2 separate regions of the Rattus norvegicus genome follow, and region 1 is linked to region 2. A link is a contact called in public Hi-C data. All regions are on one chromosome and are shown on one strand. The core of a region is the stretch at or near the end of the contact, and the rest is flanking DNA. Distances in the headings are between cores, read along the strand shown. Region 1 has its middle 100 kb from the start of Stt3b. Region 2 holds the start of Stt3b (STT3 oligosaccharyltransferase complex catalytic subunit B).

Region 1 (6,654 bases), core at 2,073-4,572, 100 kb before region 2:
TAGCATCCTCCCTGCTCCTGTCAATCATGAAACATCCCAAACCTTTCTCTGATCTCCCCTTCCAGGAAAGAAGGTAGGAGGGAAGGCACCCCACAATGAAGGGAAAGGCTTTTACTTCCTGGTGTTCTTCTCCATTGCAAAGCCCCTCACAGCATCAAGTAACACAAGATGATAATCTCACAATCAGAGCCTTGTTTGGTTTCATGGTTTCTCTGCTCTGGGTTTCTTTTCTTTCTCTTTCTTCTTTTTTTTTCCTTTCTTTTACAGTTACTGATTTATTTTGTGTGTGTCTGCACGTGGGAGGGTGAGGCAGGGACACATCGCCAGGTATCTATGGAGGTCAGAGGACAAACAAATAAGTTGGCTCTCTCCTTTTACCATGGAAAGAAACTCAAGGATGGAGCTCAGGTCCTCAAGCTTGAAGGTGAGCACTTCTACTCACTCAGCCATGGCTTGGCAGTGAGGACTCTACCCACTGAGCTATCTAGCCAGCCATGCTCTCTGTTAGGGGTTCTTTTTGGCTTTACTTAGTAATCTTTGTCTTTAGGCTTACAGTAAGATGGGGCAGGGCTCTGCCCCTTGTGGGGGGCTCAGGGAAGAATCTGCTTCTAAGCTCCCTTTTTCTGTTGCCTGAACCCAAATCCATGGAGTTGTAAGTCCATCTCTTTGCTGATTAGTAGAGGCTAGCCCTCTAGGCAGCATCCCTTGCCTTCCTGGATAGATAGCAACAGCCAGTCACCATGGAATCTCTTCCTTTCTCCTCTACCATATTTCTTAAATGCCAATCTGATTTCCGAAGAGCAATATTGGTGACAATGGGCCCACACAGGCAGACTCAGGTGAGCTCCCTGGGTTTGTGTGTTTGTCTTTTTAATAAAATAAAAATTTTAACTTAATAAAATAAAAATCAGGGTACGGCGTATGCGCGCGAGTTCAGGCACACATGTTCCACAATGCATACGTGGAAGTCAAAGGACGACATTCAGGAGTCAATTCTCTCCTTCCATCAAGTGAGTTCCAGAGGTCAAACTCAGTTCGTGGGGCTTGACCTTGCAAATACTTTTATCTGCTGAGCTATCTCACCAGCCCTGTTTGTTTGTCTTTTGGAAGAGGGTCCCATGTAGCCCGGCTGATCTCAAACTCATTACACAGTCGAGGATGACCTTGAACTTCTGATCCTCCTGCTGTCACCTCCCAACTGCCAGGATAATGCATGTGCTTCATGCCTACTTACATATACTGAGGGGCGAACCCCAGGGTGTCATGCACTCAACAACTGAGTCACAACCCCAGCTCCCAGTCTCCCCTTTGTAAATTGTTTATCTCCGCTATTTTGTTACAGCCGCAGAAACCTAACTCATCCAAACTGGGAACATTTATAGAAGTTGCATGTTGTGCGTGCTAGAACTCTGACCTCCATGAGTGGTATGATGGTCATGCTCGCAAGTAGCCTCTCTTGCATCAGAACGGCGGGAGTAGGAACATTAGACCTTCATCTGAGTCTCCAGCCACCACTCCTCCTTACTTCAGTTGTGCATGGCCCTGGGAGGTCCTAGAGTCGACAGGAAGCAGAAGGTGGAGTGTGGTTGGGTCTCTAGTGATGCACCTTTGTGACTCAACACCCAAGCTAGGGTGGAGATTTTGGAACTGTGGCTGTTAGAGAGACATGCTTCTGTAAGTAACTCAAACTCACTCTGGTGTGCCAAGCTGGACTTGGCTGGAATCATTTCTTTTGTCTGTCAAGTTTCCTATCTGAGGTGAGCAGATGTTTCTTTTCCTCAGTGAATGGTAGCATGACATTATAGGTTATTTATCAAGCATTTGAGCAAGTAGTAAGTCCTGGGTATGAATTATTCAATTTCTTCAACAGAGCAATATGGTCTAGGTTTTAGAAATGAGGAGGCTGAGGCCTAAAGGGATGAGTATTTGTCCAACTCACAAGCGTCTGGCATTACCAGAGCAGCTTTCTTTTATCCATCAATGTATTGATGTGTGTGTGAGTGTGTATGTGCGTGTGTGTGTGTGTGTGTGTCAGTGTGTGCATGTGTACATGTGTATGTGTGTGTGTGGTGTCTGTGTATGTGGGTGTGTATGTGTGTGTGTGTGGTGTCTGTGTATGTGGGTGTGTATGTGTGGGTGGTGTATGTGTGTGTGTGTGTGGTGTCTGTGTATGTGGGTGTGTATGTGTGGGTGGTGTATGTGTGTGTATGTGTGTATGTGTGTGTGGTGTCTGTGTATGTGGGTGTGTATGTGTGGGTGGTGTATTGTGTGTGTGTGGTGCATGTGTGTGAGTGTATGTATGTGTGTGTGTGTATGTGTGTATGTGTGTGCGTGGTGTCTGTGTATGTGGGTGTGTATGTGTGGGTGGTGTATTGTGTGTGATGTCTGTGTATGTGGGTGTGTATGTGTGGGTGGTGTGTGTATGTGTGTGTGCGTGGTGTCTGTGTATGTGGGTGTGTATGTGTGGGTGGTGTGTGTGTGTGTGTGGTGTATGGGTGTGTGTGTGCACGCACGCTTGTGTATGTGATTTCATCTACTTTGATTACTAGCTGGGGTTGCTGGCATATGTTTGGTCACACCCAACTTGTTACATGGTTGCTGAGATCCAAACTCAAGACCATCTACTTCTAGTTGGACCAGCTCTCCAGCTCCTGGAGACCTGCTTTTAACCACTCCAAGGTGTGGCCCGGCCAAACCCAACTTTGGGAATATCCACACTTGTCTCTCCTTGTCCTAGGCCATCACTCTCAAGAGACTGATGGAGGCTTTGAAGTCCCTTACTATGCACTGGTGGGTGGCTGACATTTGAGCTGTTTGCTGCACAGTGATAAATCGTAGACAGAGAAAGAGCCCCAGAGGGGCAAGTGTTCAAGCCAAACCTGCAGAGGGTGACTCCAAGTTGCTCCTGTTGGGAAAACAAGAGCCCTGTGCTACCTTGGGATGTTTCTGTTTTTCTAGTTATTGGCTAAAAACCCACTGGAGTGGGAAAAAAACGGTGTCATGAACTCCAGGGCTCAGCTGGCTTTCCAAAGCTCAGGGCAAGGTCAGTCACTCCTCAGAGTCTGCCTGGCTGGGATTGCATCATCACGTCAGAGCGTCCACTAGCAACTCTTGCCAGATACTTGATCAATAATTAATGAAAATTAGAACTCAAGCCAAAAAAAAAAAAAAACAAAAAGTATCGTAGGTGTACAGTTCAAGTTTAATCCATGAAAGGGAACCTGGGCTTTGTGTAACTAACAAATGGTAAGAGGAGAGGTAGTAGTTTTGGTCCGGTTTGGCTTGGTTCTTTGTTTGTTTTGCTTCTGCAACACAGAAAAAAATCAACCCTAGGAAATAATGTGGGTGGGAGGGGCTTGCCTCGTGAGGCGGGGCTGAGAGCTCCTGGCTCAGCAGTCCTGAGGCAAGGACAGACTTTGACCTTTGACCTTGCTGCTAGGCCACACCCACCTTCCCAGTTTCCGACCGCTCCCAAAGAAATAGCTCTCATCTTTTGGCGGGTTACACCTGAGGTAGGAACTATCTTTTTTAAAACAAGAAGTTGCCTAGAATTCCATTATTATTTTGGTGGAGAAAATTAAATCTCAACAGCATGTGTGAAAATCTGCCCTGACAGTTTGGGGAGGAAGATCTCATTTTCTACATGCAAATTTTGGATTCCATTGTCTTTCCCTTCTATCTCCCCGCCTCAAGCTATAAGAAACAGAAACAGGCTTTTACCCTAACACAAAGCAGCAGGCTTTCTCATCGCCCTCCTAGGTTGGGTTTCACTGGGAAACGATTTTCTACTTTGAAATGTTTGGGAGAGGATGGGATTCCGGCATCCACCTACCGAGCTGATCTGCCACACTTAATTGGCTGTGCAGGCTTCATGCTTTTGCTGGACCCTGGAAACTCTCCTCTGTGGCTTTTCTGCAATGGGGCGACAGCTTTTGTCAACGCGGGTGTGTGTGTGTGTGTGTGCGTGTGTGTGTGTGTGTGCGTGTGTGTGTGTGTGCGCGCGTGTGTGTGTGAGAGTGTGTGTGGCAGTAGCTAGGGTGGAGGCTTGGTATGTAAAGTGAACACCACTCCATCAGGAGTCCTGAATTACACACACACACACACACACACACACACACACACACACACACACACACACTGGCAACATTAGAGAGACACAGTAAAGATGCTGTAAAGACGCAGTGTTCCACCGTAAAAGCTGGAATTCCATTCCAGCTCAGGAGGAACAGAGAGCAGAGGACTGGCTCCTGGGACTTGCTGGCCAGACCGTCAGATGGGCCAAGCCCAGGCTCAGTGAAAGACCTTGTCTCCAAAACTACGGGGAAGAGCAACCTGAAGAGATGGTTCCGAAGTTAAGAGCACTGGCAGCTCTTGCAGAAGACCCAGGTTCGGTTCCCAGCACCCACATGGTGGCTCACAATTGTCTAAAACTCCTGTTCCAAGGGATCTGACACCCTCTTCTGGCCTCCGTGTGCATAAAATAAAAATTTAAAAATGATAAGGACCAGCACAATTGAGGAATATACCTGAGTCACATATGCACACACACACACACACACACACACACATTCATACACACTCACGCACTTTCACACACAGGCACACACACACTCTCACATACATTCACAGACATTTCTACACACATACACACATAGTCACATACATATACACACTCACATACACACATAGTCACACACATACATACATAGGCACAGTCACACAATCACACATACTCTCACACATACACACACACAGGCACTCACACACAATCACACTCTCTCTCAAATACTCTCATGTGCATTCACATACACTCACACACACACACACTCATATACACATTCACATACTCACACACACAGTCACACACTTAAACACATACATACACAGGCACACTCACACAATCACACATACTCTCTCACATACATACACATACACACACACACACATACACACACACAGAGGGTGGGGATCTTAACTGGTAGGGTTAAGTTGGGATCTCTGGGTAAGTGATGCTTCAAAACTAGATAAGCCAAGAATCAATTACCCTCCGTAACTGGCTGCCACTCATCTATGTGGCTGACTGTTCCTACTACAGCTAGCTGCCCCTGCCATCCCTGTCAGAACTAATGGCTGGGAGACACACCTTGGTCAAGCAAGGCATGTGCAAATACATCAACCTGCCCATAGGACATCAGCAGGAGGGGTCACCTGACCCTTAGTTAGCATCCTGCTGGTACCAAGCACCAAATCCTCCATCCAGATACCTAATCTAGAAATGCTGAAATGTTAACGGGCGAAGATTGTGTCCCAGGGACTCCCAAGTAACAGCTCATAGAGAAAGGATTTGTGGGGTCACAGACATGATCCCTGCCCCCTCAGACCCAATCATGATTGCTCACTGCTGGGGGGGGTGGTGACCAAAATTAGCAAGTTGATTACAGCTGGACGTTTTGTGGCTGAAATAGAATTTCTCAGATAATTGCTGGAAGGCGGCCAGATGTCGGCTGGACAGAGCTCCGTATGGTGGCTTCTGTGCTCTGTGACTGAAACCAGATGCAGGCAGGAAACATGGAAGAACTTCTTTTTTTTTTTTTTTTTTATGTAAATAAAATAGCATGGACATGTATTAACAGTCTAATATATATGTATCAAAAACAGTATGTACTGGAGAATTTAAAAAACATCTATGGTATGAATACCCACCTACACACTAACCTATTAGTTTTCCAAATTAAAGAATTACAAAGAATTAAGTGCTTTTGAAAGTTATCCTTATCTCAATAAATATTTACAAACATTTTATACTTTCTTTTATCATGACAGCATTTAATCTTCAAAGATTATGGAAGAACTTCTTAAAGGGAAACTTCCAGAACACAGGACAGGTGCTTCATCTCCTGACAAGGGGAGGAAGAGGAGAGGCTGGGCTGCTCCTCTGGATTTGGCTCAAAGAAACAGAATCAAAGCAAGTGGACTTCTCCCTCTGGAGACAGTTTCAAAGGCCAGGCTGTTCCTTTCTTCATCTGAAATCACTTCCTTGGTAATTTCGTTCTCCTTGTAAACGTTCGTGTCTTTCACAAAGATTCACGAAGCTTCTCTGTGTGACGTGTCACTTACAGTGGTTGGGATCTGATTAAATTGCTACCCCAGAAAAGTGGGTTTTTTTTTGTTTTTTTTTTTTGTTCTTTTTTTCGGAGCTGGGGACCGAACCCAGGGCCTTGCACTTCCTAGGTAAGCGCTCTACCACTGAGCTAAATTCCCAGCCCCTTGGTTTTTTTTTAAATTATCACATCTATTAGTGTGGGGAAGGGGGATATGTGTGCTGTGGAAATCAGAGGGCAATGGAGGAATCAGCTGTCTCCTGCAGGAGATTGAACCAAGGTCCTCGGGCTGACGGCAGACACCTTTACCTGCTGGGCCATTTTACCAGTCCCCAGAAAAGATTTTAAAGCTTAAACGCCAAACAGGCTTGTACCAGGCTGACATTGCAAATGTTTTCAAGCTGTGCTCAGGAGAATTCTTTTTCAATCATACAAAAAAAAGGGGGGGCCTTCCAAAGCCTAGTGACCTATTACCAAAAAATCCCATTTAGCAATATTGACCAGTGAGCGACCTTACAGTTGGGCATGTTCTTTGGCCCAGTGCTCCAAAGTC
Region 2 (7,267 bases), core at 356-2,855:
GAGAGTCTATTTATTTTTATAAGGAAACCGGCAAAGTTAATCACTAGGTTGGGAGTGGCTGAATATACTAGTTAGGTACGTTTGTTCATTTACCGAAGACAATAAGCAACGAAACACAATTTTATTTTGCAATTTTTACAGGACTTAATCTTCTTTACACACATTTTTAAAAATTCCAGTGTCACAAAAGAAACCAATAAAATATTAACTGGCCCTTGTTTCTACAATAACCTCTGTAGGTTATTGTAGGGAGTGGGGGAGGGGGCTTATATCACAGTAATTCCAGTCTCCCAATGATCCCGCTGATCTTTATCTCTGACTTTTGTGCTTTGGGGGATGGGCGGAGCCAGTTGTGGAGGAAGAAGGCGGTATAAGCAAACTGCCCCAGACAAGGAAAAGTTCCTACACAGGGGTTTTCGGTTCGCTAGTTTGCTAAAGTGGGAATTGGGAAATAGCTAACCTAGTCCAGGAAAAGTTAATTTGGTGACGGGACGAACGTAGGCAGGTGGAAATAGTGAATTCTTGCAGTCAAAAGATTGAGCTGCAAAAATAATGTCCTGGCAATTGGGAAACACAGGAAAAAGAAGGTGACATTTTGTGTGTGTGCGTGCGCCTGGCTGCGGCTCGAACGATCGTCTGCCCTCTCTAAGTTTTCAGGGCAGCACAACAGGGACAGAGAATGCAGCGACCCAGCCACTCACTCAGGCACGTTCAGCCTAGCAGCTGGACCCACGCGCCCAGGACCCTGCACCGCGCCTGCGCGCCCAGTCACGTGGCGGGCGCTCCGTGCTGAGCGGGTTAAAAGTCACGGCCGCCGAGCAGCCGACCGCAGGGCCGTGCTCTCTGCGTCCCTTTAGCCGACTGGGACGTGGGACCTTCTGCTCCTCGAGTCAGGATCCACGCGGGGAAGCGAGCCGAACCTCCTGGTGCCCTTCCCCAGGGCCCCAAACAGGCCCGCGCGCGAAACCGCGTCTTTCAACTGACAATGAAATCGTAGCCGCGGCCGGCGGCGAATAGGCGCGAGGCCGCGAGGCGGAGGGGGAGGAGGGGAGGGCCATTCAGCCGAAGCCCCGCCCAAGACCCTGCTCGCGCTCCTGTTGGTGCACGCCGCCATTCCGGCCCCGCCCCTTAACGGACCTGTCGCTCTGTGACAGGCGGAGGGGCCAGTTCCTGTTGGGAGAGGGGGCGGAGTCAAAGGTTGCCTGAGCTCCGCCCGGACTCCAGGGGGCTCCTCCCCCTTTGTGATCCTCGCGGCGGGGCGGGCGGGGGAATGTCATTGCTGCTCCGAGCCACCGCTCCTCTGGCGCCCTCGTCCCGTCGGCTCTCGCCGCCACTGCCGCCTCCTCAGCCGCACGGGGGACACGGATGGCTAGTGGGGCGCAGGGGCCTTTTGGGTTGAGACCGCGGCGGTCGCGGCTACTGCTGAGGCGGAGACTCCGGATCGCTGCCGCCGCCGCCGCTTCCACCCACAGTGTCCCGGCCTCGCGGTGCTGAGGGCGGGAGCGCGCCCAGCTCTTCCTCCGCCTCCGCCTCCTCCTCCTGGTTGTCGTCGCCGTCGCCCTCCTCCTCCTCCTCCTCCTCCTCCTCTGGGTCTCCGCCCAGCACCCCTCGCTCCAGGCGGCGGCGGTGGCCGCGGAGGACGAGCGAGACCCGCCGCCGGGGCACAACATGGCGGAGCCCTCGGCCCCGGAGAGCAAGCACAAGTCGTCTCTCAACTCGTCCCCGTGGAGCGGCCTCATGGCTCTGGGGAACAGCCGCCACGGGCACCACGGGCCCGGAGCCCAGAGCGCTTCCAGGGCGGCGGCGGCGCCGAAGCCGGGGCCCCCCGCGGGGCTGTCCGGGGGCTTGTCGCAGCCGGCCGGGTGGCAGTCTTTGCTCTCCTTCACCATCCTCTTCCTGGCCTGGCTGGCCGGCTTCAGCTCGCGCCTCTTCGCCGTCATCCGCTTCGAGAGCATCATCCACGAGTTCGACCCGTGGTGAGTGTGCCCGCCCTTCCCCCGCAGGCAGCCCGCGGTCCCCGTTTGTCCAGAGCCCCTCGGATCCCACCCGGTCTCCCGCGGGCCGGGCCGGGCGCGCCCCCTGCCCGCCTGGCGAAGTTTGCCCGGGAGCGGAGCCTCAGTCCTCCGCCCCCGGGGTGGGCCGGCCCCGCGCGGCGCCTCTTCCCCGCCGCGCCCCGGCTTGCTCCCGGGGCCCCTTCCCCACGCCCTCTCCGCCGCAGCTTTGCGCCTTGTTGCATTTTATTTCATTTCTCTCCTCTCCTGCCTCGGAGCAGCCCCGGGATTGCCTTCTGGCCGCTGGAGATGACTGGAACCCCTCGTCCGCTCAGCCTCGCAGTTTCACTCTTTCCCCTTGTATTTTCTCTCTCTTGGAGAGCGGAGTGTTAGGATTTAGGGGGAGAAATATTATCCCGAAAGCGAGCGCAGTGGTAGCGCCTCGTGTTTTTCCAGCCCCAGGTATTTTCAGGAGTGTCTCTTTAACCCCCCTAAGGCCCTTAAGTGCTCTCAGCTCGCCACACTATTTGTACTGTTGTATTGCGTTGCTTTTTAGAGCGAGATCGTTATTCTGTTAGCCGAACTCTCACCCTGGTTGTTACCACAATATCCGACAGCGTTGCATGAGTTCTTTTATTGGTCTCTGCAGGAAGGTCTGTGGAGAAGAGTACAAACCGTACCACACACCGTGCTGGGAGCTCTAGATTGTGGTGCCGAAGTTGCACACGCTGCATGGCACTCATTGACCTGAAGGTTTTAGGGACTTAACCCAACTCTGAACACAGAGTTACCTAGACTGGAAGATTGCTTTGGGCTTTCTCCCCATTGGGCCAACCTGAGTTAAGTTTTTGTTTTTTGTTTTTTTGTTTTTTCTTTCAGAGAGGGGTGGGGGGGTTGAGAAAGAGAGCAGGAGCGCGCCTCTTTAAACTAGTTTATTTCTCTGGCTGCCCTATCAACCTTGAATTAATCTTACTTGTAATTAGACCTAATTAAACGGTAGGGTATTTGTCTTACCATTTGAAATGCACAGAGAATCTTCTTAAGAGTTAATAATATATAGGTTATAAATGAATTTTTGCCGGGGGAACCTAAATGTTCAGTATCGGATTTAAGTTGTACTTTAAGAAACATATTTATGCTGCAATATCTATTGAACACCAGAGGGGCCTACTGAAGGAAAACAGTTTAGAGAAGCAGTGAGCCACGGTGACGGCCTGCTGTGAGGGGTTTTTGTCCCATTTTAGAGGTATCAATTTTTTTCTAACATTAGATTTGCTTTATAAATGACCATTATGTTATTTGGAACCAGAGAAGAAAATCATATTGGTGGAGATTACTATGACCCTACTAGTACTTGTGAAGTAACTGGATAGAGCATGAAACAAACAATTAGATTAAAAATAAAATTGACCAGAAATGAAAGCCACTAGAATTTACTGAACAACACTAGAAGAGAAAGTTGTGTCTTTTTAGATGAAGATAGCACAGGGTGTAACAAAATTTGGAAATACTTCCAAAGTGAATTTTAGATACTTCCAGAAAGTAACATTTTTTACAAGTGGAAGATTTTTTTTTTTTTTTTTTTTTGGTTCTTTTTTTCCGGAGCTGGGGACCGAACCCAGGGCCTTGCGCTTCCTAGGCAAGCGCTCTAACCACTGAGCTAAATCCCCAACCCCACAAGTGGAAGATTCTTAACTGCTAAGAGTTAACTCAGATGCTGAAATTAATGATTACAGATAAATGCACAAATAAATGAGGCGATTTTAATTTTTTTTGCTCATTTTCCCCCTAGTAAAACTGCATATGAGGAGGCTTAGATGGCCTTAGAAATTTGAGATCATAACTTTTTATTCATGAAAATCTATTTTTATGTCTGCTGTGTATGGGAACACAGTTCCATCCGAGTCTGGTCCACTTCAATTTTAATCCACACACACTGACCTGCAGTGTCCACAGCCAAGGCCTGCTTACTTACTTACCTGCTTACTTACTTAGCTCTCCCACCTACCAGTGGCAGTGTCAAATGTGTATTCTTGATGAAATGTTCACACTTGCAATGTTAGAACATTCTAATGAGCAGATAGTGTAGTAAAGGAATTGTCCCTGCACCTCACTGTGCATGGCGACTTGTCTGGGTGAATCTCGTGGAATGCCTGATTCAAGAGACCTAATGAGAGAAATCAAGTTCAAACAAAAAGAACACTGTGTTCACTTTAGATTTTCATTTCATGGCTGTTACTAATAGGCATGCCATTCATTCTTCCATCTCATAATCATTCTTGAAAATTTTTTACAAGTGAGGTTGTATAGCTTGCCTGTGGCCTGTCATTACTTTTGACTTTTAAAACAGTTTTCTCCAAAGCTAGTAAGAGCAGTCTCACACACTAGCTTGGAAGTGGCTCAGATTACCGTGCAGCAGTGATGGGAACCTTTAGTAATATTTCAATGTTCTCTCTGCCTGTTTCTATGAACCAATTTTGGCCTGCCCACACTTTCAGCCCCACCCCCACCCCCCCAATTTCTGAATCCTTTTCGGGAAAGGCAGTTGATGGTGAGTGCTTCTGTACTAACAGTGCCTCTTGAATTGTGAGACGTCAGAAAGCTGCCAAGAGGGAGTTGTCACCAAATTACACCTGTTTTTAAATTTTCCCAAGTTATAAATCTTACCAACTACTATAAGAGGTGGTAGTATATGAGGTTATTGACTTAAGTACCTTTTCTTTTGTTAATTTGGCAATGTTTTGGGGTTATATTCTCACCTTTTGTGCCAGTGATGTTTCTCCCTTCTCAGTTGAGCTGACAGGAGTCCAGGAAGCAGTTGAGACTGTTCTGTAGGTGCCAGACATTTGGTTGACCAACTAGTTTAAGGACAAGCATCTAGCTTTATCCTTTTATCCAACATTGTGTTTAGTCTTTGCAGTTTTGCTGTGATTATGAACACTTGTATGCTACATTAGCCAGACCTTTCCTGTTAGCTTCTGACAGATTGTGGTAGCTCTTCCCATTAGCACTACTCTAAGGAGATGCCCTTTTTCTCATGGCACAGCCTTTTAGGGGCTTCTCTCTAGAGAGAATTGGGGAATTTAGAATTTAAAGCTTTAGGCTTTAGCTGAAACTATGGTATAAATAGGTTTATTAGTGAAAATATCTTTCAAAGGAGCAATAAGCCTTGGAAAGTGAGCTGTTTATGAGTTGTGGACTGCATCCTGTCTTTTGAGGTCTCCCATGTTTTTCTTCACTTTACAGATGACAGAAACAAAAAACCAAACAAAACTGTTGACCTCATTTCTGAAGAAGACAGAATGGTTAGCAAAAGCAAGCAGTTTTAGAAAGTTTCCCAGATCTTTTAAAGCCTCTGTGACTGGGATCATTAGCAGCAGCAGCAGCAGCAGTCCCGCAGCGCTTCCAGATGGGGTACACCACCACTGATTTCATTGTAATCCACACTTTCTGCCCAGGAGCGACTGGGATCCTCGAGTTAGAAGTACATGTAATAGGAAGTGCTTGAGTGGCCGCGTTTAATGATGGCTTTGAATCTGTGCCCACTTGCAGCCACCCTTCCCCTCGGGTAGTCATCGTGGCTTTCGTGAAGCATAAGCTAGATCCCAAGCAGATAGGATCTGTTGTTAGCCCTTGGAATCTTTGCTTTTCCTTCAGGATTTTCTTTGCTTTAGGGCCAGACTAGGCAGGACTACGTACTTCTAGTTATAAGTGGTTTGCATGAAGACGGTTGTCTATGGAGCATTAGAAGCTAAAGTTTCTCTTCTCTGGCTCTGAACTCCTGGATGTGGAAGTAACTTAGCAGCCTGTTTGTGCCTGACCTTCATGCTCTCAAAAGTGATGAATGTACAGAAAAAGATAAGATAGTCTTTATTGTACTGTCTTTAGTCTTTATTGTACTGTCTTAGTAGTTACACTACACCTGTGTTCTCAGAAGTAACTAATCCCAAGGCTGATGTTTTCTAAAGTGAGATCCTGGGACACCACAGTACTGCTTTGAGTTAAAAGCCTCTGTGTCTCAGCAGATCTGCCTCTGCTAAATGATTGTGCTGTAAGTTTTCAACACACAGGAAAGTTGAATTTTAGAGTGAACATTCACATCACTCCTGCCTGTGTTCTCTGATTGACATATTTTTCTTAACTCTTCAGTGTCCATGGCTGTGCTTACACCCTTCCTCCTTTAGACTCTGAAGTCTAGAGAGACTACTGGTGCCTTGGCCTGTGATACAGGATGCTACCTTGCTTCCTTCACTCCAGGATAAACTTTCTTTCTGGATTGCTTTGTTTTCTGTAAAATCATTCAGAACAACATGTACAAATAACTCTTTTTGTATCTTCACTTGGACTGCAGGCCAAGATCAGATCCTATCCCTTTGAGGTTTTGGTCATTAATTTTACCTGAGTACACTGTAAGCCAGAGTATTAGCCACGTTTGTTAAATGACTTGGCTCTGTTGTTTGGAGAGAAAAATCTGCAGTGGTGGATTTTGGGTTTTATTCTATTTCTCTTATGAAGCACTTGTAAAGTCTTGAATTGTTTTATTATTTAGCCTGTTGTCACTACAGTGTTTCATCCAAACAGTACAGGGCCTGAAAACATAGACTCCCAAGTTAAAGGAGCAGGAGAAGGACCACCGTGCTGATTCTGACTGACGACACTTCTCAGTGTGGACCACCCTTCTCCTCCCTTCTCCCTCCCAGGAGCTTGCTATGAAAAGCCCAGGCTGGCAGGCTGGGTTACAGGGTGTCCTGCTTCTCGCTTTCCCCTTCTGCCTTGAGTGAACCTGAAGGCTGGAAATGGTTAGAAATGGTAGGCAAGCCATGGGGCAAAGGAAAGAGCTCCGTGTCTGGTGGGAGTACATGGAGGGAGAGTTAGTTGGGGCACTTGTTCAGATGCCCCTGTAATGTGGGGCAAATTTGTTTACTGGTGTTGTAGGCGGGCCAAAATATCGAAGCACTTTTTTTATAGTTTGAATGTTTGGAAAAATGCTATCTTAGTTTGAGACATCTAAACATTTTGGAATATACTTTTCAACATAAATTACTAAATGTCTGTTTATTTACGTCTATATCAATTGTCCATTCAAATTTGTATCATTTAAAGATGAGCAAATCTATGAATTGTACTAATCAAGTTAGCCATATCATCTGTAACCCTTCCTTTGTGGAACTTAATTTTGTAGGAAACATTAACAGAATTTTCAAGTGATATGTGTAAGTTCAACAGTGTGTCTCACACTTTGTAATACTTACCTTTCAGTTGAGGAATGTGGTGAA

Evidence for each region. A called contact is a pair of places that touch in the nucleus more often than the background predicts.
Region 1: a contact with region 2 is called in a Hi-C map of kidney, with 2.9 times the contacts expected there. The contact joins the enhancer-like site here to the promoter of Stt3b in region 2. A contact is called at or near these places in 2 of 12 Hi-C or Micro-C datasets (kidney and liver).

Annotation. Positions count from the first base shown.
Region 1 is chr8:123,969,334-123,975,987 of GRCr8, reverse strand. No RefSeq gene overlaps it. Among named protein-coding and RNA genes, the nearest start is that of Stt3b, 100 kb to the right of the region's middle. Within about 2 kb of position 3,322, at least 4 of the 93 cell types and tissues checked have an H3K27ac peak or open chromatin away from gene starts, as enhancers often do. A contact at or near this core is called in kidney, where this site is marked.
Region 2 is chr8:123,866,517-123,873,783 of GRCr8, reverse strand. Stt3b (STT3 oligosaccharyltransferase complex catalytic subunit B) reads left to right here and starts at 1,605. Exons shown (of 16, transcript NM_001170539.1): 1 at 1,605-1,976. The coding sequence starts at 1,669.